2 separate regions of the Macaca mulatta genome follow, and region 2 is linked to region 1. A link is a contact called in public Micro-C data. All regions are on one chromosome and are shown on one strand. The core of a region is the stretch at or near the end of the contact, and the rest is flanking DNA. Distances in the headings are between cores, read along the strand shown. Region 1 overlaps LOC144338851 (a long non-coding RNA gene). Region 2 overlaps MSN (moesin).

Region 1 (5,659 bases), core at 1,269-3,768:
CAGAGCAATACTGTATCAATCTTTATCAACTCATTAGCATCAGAGGTGGGTTGTTAGAATTTCCAAACAAAAGTAGAGAAGACTGCACCCTGTTCTAGACAGCAGCAATGGTGGTAGTGGCATGAGGGGATGGTGGTGGGATGAAGTGGTGGGGGTGGGACTAGGATATAATGGAAAGCCTTGGAAGCTTGAATGAGTAGGCTTGGATGTTAGGGTTGAAAGGACCTTTGGGAATTGGTGGCCCCTACTCGGGTAGGGGCAGAGAAGCATAGAACACCATAGAACATTATAAAAAGAACCAGATAGAATGTCAGGGCTGGGAGAAACCTGGAAGCTCATCAAGTCCAGCTTGCTCCTGTTTCAGGTGGGGAAACTGAGGCCCAGAGAGATGCTGAAACTTGACCTGGTTTCTACAGTGAATTAGGAGAGAAGTAGGGCTGCAACCATCCCTGTCACATAAGAAGAAACATTGACTGCCTTTGTTGTTTCCCTTGCATCTGAGTTAGGTGGTCAGACTTTTTAACCAAGAAAGAGAGATGGGGGAGGGGAGCCCAGTGTTGCATGGCCTGTCTAGTACTGCTTATATAATAAAACATTATAGAATGACAGTAATGAAAGCCTTAGTATGCACCTGTTTCTGTAACATAACCCTATATCTGAACCCATCCTACACCTCCAGCATGTAATGCCCTGCAATACTGTGTCCAAGAAGCCCCTCAAATTTAGTGATACCTCAACACTGAGCCCACAAATCCTCTAGACAGTAGGGCCTTCCCTGAATACCAAGCACTCCCTGGTCTTTCTCATGATTTAGTCCTTCTCATGATTTAGTCTTTCTCATGATTAGGTTCTCACTCTGACACTAAGGTCGCTCCTTTTTTCTGCCCAGGCATAAATTTTATCTTCTCTGAGGAGGGAAGGGAGTAGATGGGGATGCTGAAAAGCACTTTCATTTGAGCAGTTCTTGCCATATCTTTGCCCCATATGTGAAAACTTCTCAGCCAAGAAACTAACTTGTTCCCATACCCACTCTCATAGCACAGTCACACTCCACCCCCATTCATCCACACCCCCGACATTCACTTTGCCCATGGCAGAGACCCTACTGGCCATGCTCTCTGCACAGCCCTGGAAAACCTCTTGTTTCTAGTCACTAGGAGAGAAGGTTCAGTCTCCCAGCACACACTTCTTATCTGGATGTCTCTCATTGTGAGGGACTGGGAGGTCTGTAGGTCAACCGCAGCCTGATTCTGGCCCTATCTAGTGAAGTACTCAGTGATCTCTTGCGCTCCCCTCTGGCCTCAGCTCTTTAGCAGTTGCTACAGCAAGTGGTCTAATTGGGCCTGCACTTCCAGGTCAGACCCATAGAGGGCAACCACTTGCCAGTTTATGAGAAATTACTCTGGGTGTGGCCTCTCCCTTTCTTCACTTCCTTTTCAGTACTTGTAAAATTCTAGAACCATAGGCTGTCAGAATCAGAGGGTGTGTTTAGATAACTTATATTTGAATATCCTCACGATAAAAGTACAGAAGCAAGCCCGGAGAAGAGATGAGACCTGTCTAAACTCAGGCAGTGATTCACTCTGGCAGTTAGGGCTAGAATCCACGTTTCCTGAATGCCGGTTCAGAACTTTTGAAACACACTGCCAAGCATCTAACCCAAATGCCTCATTTTATAGTTGTGAAAACTGAGGCCCCGGAAAGAAGTTGACTAAGGTTGTACAGTCGTTGTGATGGAGCTAGGACTCAAACCCAGGTCTTCTGAATCCCAGTCCAGATTCAGAAACATAATGTTAGGCATCTAGTTCATCCTGTTAGTTTTTTTTTTTTTCTTTACAGATGAAAAGAGTTCAGAGAGGGAGTGTAATTTACCTGAAGCCACAGAGTAAGTTAGTGAAAATAAGAACTGGAGCCCAAGGCTGGCTGTAGAACTGGGACTGAATGGAAATTGGAGACTCTCACTTCACTTCTAGTCTCCGAGAAACCTCAATAACTTAGGGATCCCAGTGTCTCAGAATTAAATAACAGGTAGGGATGCAGTCCTTGCTTAAGCTGACTATGAATCCCCAGAAGGCTGGAATCTGGGGTATAGTTTGTATGTGTGTGTGTTGGGAGTGAGGGGGTCTGCTCTGGTCCCCTCCAAAAAACTCTTAAGAAAAGGCTCACCTCATTTCTTCTCTTTCAAGGCCTCTGGCTTTGAGAGTGAGAAGATGACTCACTCATTGCCCACAGTTGCCGCTGAGAACATAATTGCTAGCTGGGACATCACCATAGCATCCGGCCATCACAATTGCAAAGTAGTGTCTTGTTTTTGTCAAAGCTCTTTCCTATTTTTTCTTTTTTTTTCATTTCAGCTTCCTCAAGCTCCAGGGAGCCAGATGAGGCAGATACCATTACCTCTTCTTTTATAAAGAAGAAACTCATTTATGGAGGAGTGGGAGCTGAACCAGTGTTGGACAGATTGAGACTAAATCCCCAGTCCTTTGATTTCCAGCTTTTTGGAGTCTCTGCATAAATACCCAGAGTCCCAGAGGAGGCATCAATGTCCCTCAAATGCCTGATGACAACTCCCTCCCTCATTTATTAATCACTGAGCTGGGGCCAGATACTGTATGGGGCTTTCACTGGAAACAAAGTTGACAGAGACCCTGCCTTTAAGTGTTCGCAATCTGGATATTGATTAGGTCACCACTCTGCCCATTTCAATCCTCAGCTTTCTCTTCTTCTACTAGAAAAATAACCCCAACAGTGCTTTATTTTATTTCATTTATTTCTTATTTATTTATTTGAGACAGAGTCTCACTCTGTTGCCCAGGCTGCAGTGCAGAACTTGATCACAGCTCAATGAAGCCTCAACCTCCTGGGCTCAAGTGATCCTCTCACTTCAGCCTCTTCTGAGTAACTAGGACCACCATGCTTGCCTTTTTTTTTTTTTTTTTTTTTTTTTTTTTTTTTTTTTGAGACAGCATCCCACTATGTTGCCGAGCCTGGTCTCAAACTCCAGGACTCCAGTGATCCTCCCACCTTGGCCTCCCAAAACACTGGGATTGCAGATGTGAGCCACCTGCCCAGCCTTGTTTTATTATTTTTGAGACAGGGTCTGGCCCTATAGCTCAGGCTGGAGTGCAGTGGTGTGATCACAGTTCACTGCAGCCTCAACCTCCTGGGCTCTGGTGATTCTCCCACCTCGCCCTCCCTAGTAGCTGGGACCACAGGCATGCAACACCATGCCCAGCTAATTTTTAAATTTTTTGTAGACTTGGGGTCTTGCTCTGTGGCCTAGGCTGGTCTTAAACTCCTAGGCTCAAGCGATCTTCCTACCTCGGCCTCCTAAAGTGTTGGGATTACAGGTGTGAGCCACCATGCCCAGTCCAATAGTGGTTTTTGGCTGGTGATGTTGAATCAATTTTATAATCTTTTCAGAATTTGATTAGGAGTCAGAACACTAACATTCTAGTTCCAGTTCTGCTACTTCACTGTGTAATAGTGAGCCAGTCCTTTCCTATGTGTGGGCTTCATTTTTCACATCTGCAAAATGATTTTGTGGGATTGCGTCAGAAGAGAGTAGGAATATGGTTTCTAAGAACTTCTGGCTCAGATCATTTAGGAGATGAAGACCCTTTGTAATCTGTGGGCAGTGTTGTTTCTTTGGGTGAAAGGCTGGAGGGTAGGAGCCAATGGGGCATGTTATGAGACCTTACATTCTGCTGCCTTCCTCCTTAGCTTTGTGAGGTACCCTTCCCAAGGAGCAGGGAACTTGAGCTTTCTGAAAACCTCAGAGGGACCCCATTTCTACCTGTCCTCACCAGCAATACTCAGGAAGCACCAGAACTATTTTGGATTGGAAGTTATTCAGCCAGATTCCGAGGTTGAAGTTCATGAAACAGAGAGAGAATCAGAGAAGGAGAAGAGAGAGGCATAAAGGAAGAGGCAGAGAGACAGACAAAAGGAAGAAAGAGGTTGGAGGGACAGAGGGAAAGACTTAGAGGAAAGAAAGGAGGAGAGAGAAAAATAGAGAGTAGGAATTAGAGACAGAAACAGATAGAGACAGGAAGAAAAAGAAAGAAACAGAGAGACAGAGAAACAGAAGAGAGAAGGAAACAGAGAAGGGAGGAGGAGAGAGGAGAGAAAAACAGGGGAAAAGAGACAGAAACAGGGAAAGACAGAGAGAGAGAAAATATATGAATGAATATGATAATATGATAGTGGACATACCTAGTCCCAGGCAGCCGCATAAGAGAAGCTGCATAAAATCATACATCTTGAACAGAATCTAGAAGTGAAAGTGAATCTAGAAGTGAAAAATCGAGGCCAGAGAGCAATTGAGCTTTGTTCATAGTCACACAGCAAGCTGGTGGAAGTGCCAGGACTCAAACCCATGAGGCACTGGCATCAGGGAGTTTTGCCCTCTTCCCCCATCAGTTCTCCTCTGAGGATGAAGACATACAACATACATGCATGCTTACTAAGGCTGACTAGGGTCAGTTTGGTTCTATTACACAGCACTTTTGGGAGATTAGAGGCAGACTTCATGGAGGAGGTGACTTTTGGGTCAGGGCTTGAAGGATGAAAACGAGAGCCAAAATTTTAATTGCGGCCAGGCATGCTGGCTCACACTGGTAATCCCAGCACTTTGAGAGGCCAAGGAGGGTTGATTACCTGAGGTCAGGAGTTCGAGACCAACCTAGCCAACGTGATGAAATCTGTGTCTACTAAAAATTAAAAAAAAAAAATTAGCTGGGTGTGATAACACGTGCCTATAGCCCCAGCTACTGGGAAGGCTGAGGCAGGAGAGTCACTTGAACCTGGGAGACAGAGGTTGCAGTTGCAGTGAGCTGGGATCGCACCATTACACTATAGCCTAGGCAACAAAACTCTGTCTCAAAAAAAAAAAAAAAAAAAAAAAAAAAAAAAAGAATTTCAAAGATGCACTTATTCTTTAAAAAAATTCAAAGTAAGGCTGGGCACAGTGGCTCATGCCTGTAATCCCAGCACTTTGGGAGGCTGAGGCGGGCAGATCACGAGGTCAAGAGATCGAGACCATCCTGGCCAACATGGTGAAACCCCATCTCTACTAAAAATACAAAAATTAGCTGGGCGTAGTGGCGTGTTCCTGTAGTCCCAGCTACTTGGTAGGCTGAGGCAGGAGAATCACTTGAACCCAGAAGGCGGAGGTTGCAGTGAGCCGAGATGGCACCATTGCACTCCAGTGTGGGTGACAGAGTGAGACTCCATCTTTAAAAAAAAAAAAAAATCTAAGTAGGTAAGATTTTGATAGATACAGAAGCGGGTGGTTCTAGTTCATGGTAATAGCACAGTGGGTAGGAGTGCCTGAGGAGCACATGAATAGGCGGCTGAGCAAGGTGTCATCTGCCTTCTGGAGGGCAGAGGGCATGAAAAAGGGATCCCAGATTTTGGTTACCCCATGAATGACAGGTGTCTGGGTTGGCTTGTGATGACAGTGAGGAGGAAAGGGAGGCTTTTGAGCAGGGATGCTGTAAGAACAAGGTTGAGTTCTAGGAAGATTCCCTCTGCCAGGCAGCCTGATGGAGGATGGATTGGAGAAAAGATACTGACATCAGGGAGCCGTGACAGAAGATTTTTGCTGTAGTTCAGGTGACAGATAAGTAATAAGAATCTGATGTGGCGTGGTGGGAGT
Region 2 (5,399 bases), core at 1,247-3,746, 99 kb after region 1:
GCACCTAATGCCAAAGTGGTGGGAAGATCTTTAATTCATTTTCTTCTGATAAATTCTGGGAAGAGGGTCAGGAACCTGGGAAAGGAGACATTGATATTTAACTTCATGCCTTTGAGAGAGTTTTTGCTTGTATATTTCTCTGTGTTATTTGAAAGGAATACTTTGTGTTTCTTACCTCTGTATCCCTGTACATGCTGTCTCTCTACCCAGAACACCATGAGGCTCCTTTTCCCTTTAATCTTTTTCCTGTGATAGTCTCCTTTATCCTTCAGGAGAGGTCAACTCTATCTCAAGAAACTTTCTGCCTTCTCACCTCCCCTTGTCTCCTCACCTTCCCCATTATGGCCTGGATGCCTCTTGCTTGTGTTTCCACAGTCCACTTTAATTACCTCTATCTCTGCCCTTGCTGTAGAGAATGATAATTTCTCATCCATTTATCTGCATATTTCCTCCATCTGACAAAAAATGCCCTCACGTGCTTGCTCATTCACACACACACACGAATTATTTCAAAGCCTGATCTGATCCATATTGGGTGTCTGATAAAGTGGTGGTATGTGGCACCTGTATGTGTTTACATATGTCTGTGTTGATAATGTGGGTTCTTTCTGAAACACCTGAGGTAGGTAAGAGGTAGTCTTACTTGTTTTTCCAGATCTTACTAGAATTGTAGATTTTTAGGGTTTGCTTTGGATTATGGAACAATGTATGTTGCCTTGACCATTAGGGAGGCTTCTGGGTAATTTCCGTAGAGATTCTGGCTGGCCTCTTTACTGTTGTCTGAAAAAACTAGACCAAACATTCGGTGCTGAGGGTAGGATTCTTATTCTCTCCAAAGAACTGATATGAATATGTGTGTGGGGGGCTAGGTGGGTTCATGCTTGCTCACCTCAGCATTGAGGGGTGTGAAGGTTATATGTTTGTGGTGGTAGGGGTGCTAAAAACCCTTTTATTATTGCAGGATAGGTTAAATAGCTTTTACTAGTCTCAGTAAATTGTTAGCTGAATTTGTGGTTTGGAGGGAAAGATGTGGCTTTATCAACTCGAAAAAACAAAGCCAGCTTTTGGAGAAGTTATCTCAAGCTACATAGGGACCAAAACTAATAAGCTGGATGCCATGTGGTCTCTTATCTTATCCTTGCCACCAAGGGACTTTTCCAAAACAATCATAGATCCATAGAGCCCAAGAGCATTCTTTGGGCTCTCTATACCTCTGCTTCCAGGAAGGTGGTCATGACAGAAATGAAGGCTGTGAGCTATTGGCTGTAAACAAATACACCTGCAGCAGGTTATGAGGCCACCTTTCAACCTTCATTACATCCACTGGAGGTAGGTATATTTGAGAGTAGGTATTTTCTTAAGGTCTACATGGTAAACCTTGTTCCCTAATGGGGATGAGAATTGGATTAGGCTGTAAGATTAGGTGTAGGGGAACAGCAGGCTGGGTGGGGGTTTGGGGACATCCTGCTTAGTGGTAGCCAGCCAAAGTCCCCCATACAAGCCCAACCAAGGATCATGCCACATTGAAGGTCTGCACTTAGTAGTGAGGCATCTGCCTTCCAACTTCTCACGTGAGTAAGGAGGCCCTCCCTGAATATTCAGATGGATGTTCAGCCACATTATTTGCTATATTTATAGGGTGGGAAGGGAAGACATGGGGGAGCCAGGGAGTCCGAGCTGTTTAGAGAGGAGAGAAGGAAGTTTCAACAATGAGTAGGTTCAGGCTGTGGTACACCCTGGCTGCGTCTTCCTCTTTGAGTTTGTCAGGGGACCTTCCTATGGCGTGAGATCATTTTCTTTTTCAAATGGGCCAAAGCCACTGTAGGCACATTTAAATCAGGGTGCTTTAACAGAAATACCAATGCTGGCATCTAAAACCCATGTGTAATGAGACTTGAGTGACACTTGGGACCTTTTTAAAAATATAATTTTCTTGTGTTTTTGCATTTCCTGGTTTGTTAATCAAGGAAGAACACTGGCATGTCATCTTCCAGTCTCCAAATGTAAGTTAAATTGTCAATTTGGGTTTTTCCAGAAAATTAATTTTTCCAGAAGTGTTTTGAATCATCATCATCTATCTGTAGGCATGGATCCTCCAATTTAGAAGGTGCTCCTAGTGTTACCTAGTTACCCTTCCTGTTCCATTCTGTGAAACTGGGAGATTTACTGTAGATTATTCAGTCTGGTCAGATAGAGAACTGCAGCTCCCTCCCCAGTCAACGAAAGCCACCTCTATGGAGGGGAAGTATGGTAATGACATTATCTTTCCTTAGGCAGCCACGTGTTCTCTGAGAACAGGATGTGGGGAGGGCTGGGCCCCAGTCACAGGGTATGGGGGTGGGCACCGGAAAATGGGCTGGTGGTAAGGCAGTGAGGATTAGTGCCTGCCTCCTTGGCTTTGAGAGGCATGAAGAGCTCCTGTATTCTTGATTGTTCACTCATGTGTACACCTCACCCTCGCACATGGCATGTCTGTGTTCTTACCCTAAGAAAGACTGTACCTGAGAAACACTTTGTGTAAGAGCCCCAGATCTTTGGCCTGCAGAAACTGAGTGAGGCGGAGTGAGTGGGTCCAGGCTGCTCACTGTACCAACCCATGCCTTGTGATTCTTTATGACAGCCTGTGGCTTCAGGCCACTTTGGCTAAGCTTTGTTGGGGAGCTGGGCCCCGGTAGATAATGGGCAGCTTTGCTGCTCTTTCTCAGGGCCCCAGTTGTTTCCCTCCCCACAAATGGCTCCTTAGCTGAGGTGATTTGCATGTTCAGCTTCCTTTCAGGCCCCATCCTTCTCTTCTCCCTGCCCCCCACTGTTTCTGCTGGGGACCTTTGGTGATGTGCTGCCTGGGGTGGGGAAAAGAGGATGTAGCTAGCTTCCTGTGCAAAAGAGGGTGGGGCGCCGGCCTTCCTGCCTGTCTGCCCACCCACCCAGTGCTTGAGGAATTGCCTGAAGAGTTCAGTTCAGAGTCACCAGAGGCTGAAGGGCTTTCTTCAGAGTGGAGATTGACCTTTGCTCATGCTGGTCTTGGTCTCTCTCCACAGTTTTCTACTGTGGGAATAGCTGAACACTTTTTTCCTGAAATTGCAAAGCTGAAAGGGCCTTTAGAGGCCAACTAGTCCAACCGCTTCACATTACAGATGGGGAAACTGAAGCCCAGAAAGTCATATAAGTGCTATAAGGAATCAGTGGCAAAGCTAGGGATGAGTAGAATTCTAGAAGGTCAGACCTAGAGCTCTCTCCCTCCCCTCAAGCTGTTAATCCAGTGGGTTACAAACTGTTTGGCTGGGCTACCTGGTGAGTTACAGCCTCCCTTCAACCAGAACAGCTCTACTTTTACATACTTCATATTTTGAAGTTTTGTGTGATTTTCAGTTTGGGAGATTGAGGAGGCAGGAAGCTGCTAAAAATGTAATAAAGTCAAAACCACTGAGTAAAACCCAGACATTACAGTTGGGAACACTCAGACCTACAGTGGGAAGGGAGTATCCCAAGTTTACTGGGATTGGATTCAGACCCAATCTCTGAACCACCATTCGTTGCTGGTTGCTCTGAGCTAATGATGTGACTCCTTCTACCACAAGGACTGTTCCTACCCTGTGTTACCAATGCTCTTCTCCTGTCCCAAAGACAGCCTCTTTTGTAGCATCCTAAGACAGACCTGAAGTCCAGAGGCTGCTCAGTTTCTTGGGTGAAACAAATGGTAATAGGCAAGCCTTTGGAAGGACCTTTGTGTAGCCTTAAATAAGAGAAGCTTGGAAAGGCAAAGAACAGAATACTAGTAGTTAGGGAGATCAGGGTTCTAGTTCTGTTTCTTTCACACTTGAGCATGTTGTTCTTTACCTCACTGAACCTCCATTTCTCCCTTCTTTAAAATGGTACTTGTCTCGGTCCTGTCTTTTTCTTACAGGGTTTAATTCAGTGAGAAAATGCATATGGGCAAGTATCTTTTAAATTGTAGAGCACTGCACACATGGGGCTAGGATTATTGTTGTATACAAGTGAGCCAGAGGCCCTGGAAGAATCTGGGTTGTATAATGGGATTGCAGGAGAAAGGAACTAAAATTTATGAAACATCTACTACATGCCAGGTACCAAGCCAGGTGCTTTTCTATTTGTAAAGGATAAAATGTCATCCTTGCAACACTCTGATGAGGTAGGCATTATTACTCCCATTTTACCTGTAGGAAAACTGAGGCTTTAAAAGGTCTAGGGACTTGTAATGTTCCACAGACTACCTCTACAGCCCAGGGTTTCTATCAGGTATTTGTGAAGAGACCTTAAGAATGCTTAAGAATGTCCTGTGGTTTCTACTGGGGCTTTCTAGCCCACTCCCTGCCTCACTCCAGCCTGTCTCCTCTGGTGGGGATGAGACTGTCTCTTGTTGGCTTCATGTCTCAGTCCTGAACTCTTTATCCTCAGATTTCCTTGGTGGTGCACTGGGCACAATTAGGTGCCCTTGTTTGACCTTTAGCTGATGGGGAGCCCTTTGGGTCAGCCACCTTTTGCCTGATAGTAAGGACGTCCTGCTACCCTGAGGTACTGGTAAGGAGAGCCAGGGATTTGTAGCTAGTCAGACAGACTTGGCTCTTGGTCAAGGTCATGCAGCTAGAAAATAGCAGTTGGTTCCTTTCTTTGAGACTCAGTTTCCTCATTCATAAAATGGGTTTAATAATGCTTAACTTGCATGTGTCTCTTGTCCAGTGTGCTGGTAAATGTTTAACAATCAACTCTTTGGCAAATCCATGATTTTTACCGTTTGCCAATTCCCATGGTATAAATACTCCCACCATGGCTGATTTCAGGCTACCAATATGCAGTCCTTGGTGGAGGAGTTGGGAAGAGATGTGCATGATCAGCTCTACTGCAAGCTGGTTCTAGTGCACCATTGCTAGTCACACCTATTTTAGACTCCTACCCTCACCCTCCAACCTACTCACATCTGTATGCAAATGCAGCATCCTCTCAACCATGCCTCTTCTTTTCCTCAAGTTCCAAGAACATCAAGGAAAGGAAGAGCTTCATTTAAGGTCTGCTCCTTGCCCGAAAGTTCTTCCAGAAAGAGTGAATGTGGAGTGTTTAAGAGGCAGAGAACTCAAGAGGGCTTTGAGTGGGGCCCTAATTATAGCATCATGTTTTGAATGCTGAAGTATCTGAACTGTCTGTTTTCTCCCACTGTTTGATTCTTAGCTAGATGGGACGATGGTTGAAGATCCTGGACAATGGCCTGAGGGTGTGGTGCACTTAGCGTTCTGATTGTGATTTCAAAGTCTCCTCCTCTTCCTGCCATCTGACCATACTTTGCTGGATGCTAACCTCAAGGTCCCAGTCATGGGGATCTCTGGGCCAGAAAGCAGTTTGGATGACCAGACGCCTGGTCCTGTTCTCTCATTTCAACAGCATCA

Evidence for each region. Hi-C and Micro-C count contacts between places; a contact is called where the count stands out from the background.
Region 2: a Micro-C map of CD4 T cells shows a contact between it and region 1, with 10 times the contacts expected there. The contact joins two enhancer-like sites. A contact is called at or near these places in 3 of 14 Hi-C or Micro-C datasets (CD4 T cells, blood and liver).

The regions. Positions count from the first base shown.
Region 1 is chrX:71,698,918-71,704,576 of T2T-MMU8v2.0, forward strand. The region is part of intron 2 of LOC144338851 (a long non-coding RNA gene); the gene reads left to right. Among named protein-coding and RNA genes, the nearest start is that of LAS1L, 65 kb to the left of the region's middle. Within about 2 kb of position 2,519, at least 7 of the 40 cell types and tissues checked have an H3K27ac peak or open chromatin away from gene starts, as enhancers often do. A contact at or near this core is called in CD4 T cells and blood, where this site is marked.
Region 2 is chrX:71,798,070-71,803,468 of T2T-MMU8v2.0, forward strand. The region is part of intron 1 of MSN (moesin); the gene reads left to right. Among named protein-coding and RNA genes, the nearest start is that of MSN, 32 kb to the left of the region's middle. Within about 2 kb of position 2,497, at least 13 of the 40 cell types and tissues checked have an H3K27ac peak or open chromatin away from gene starts, as enhancers often do. A contact at or near this core is called in CD4 T cells and blood, where this site is marked.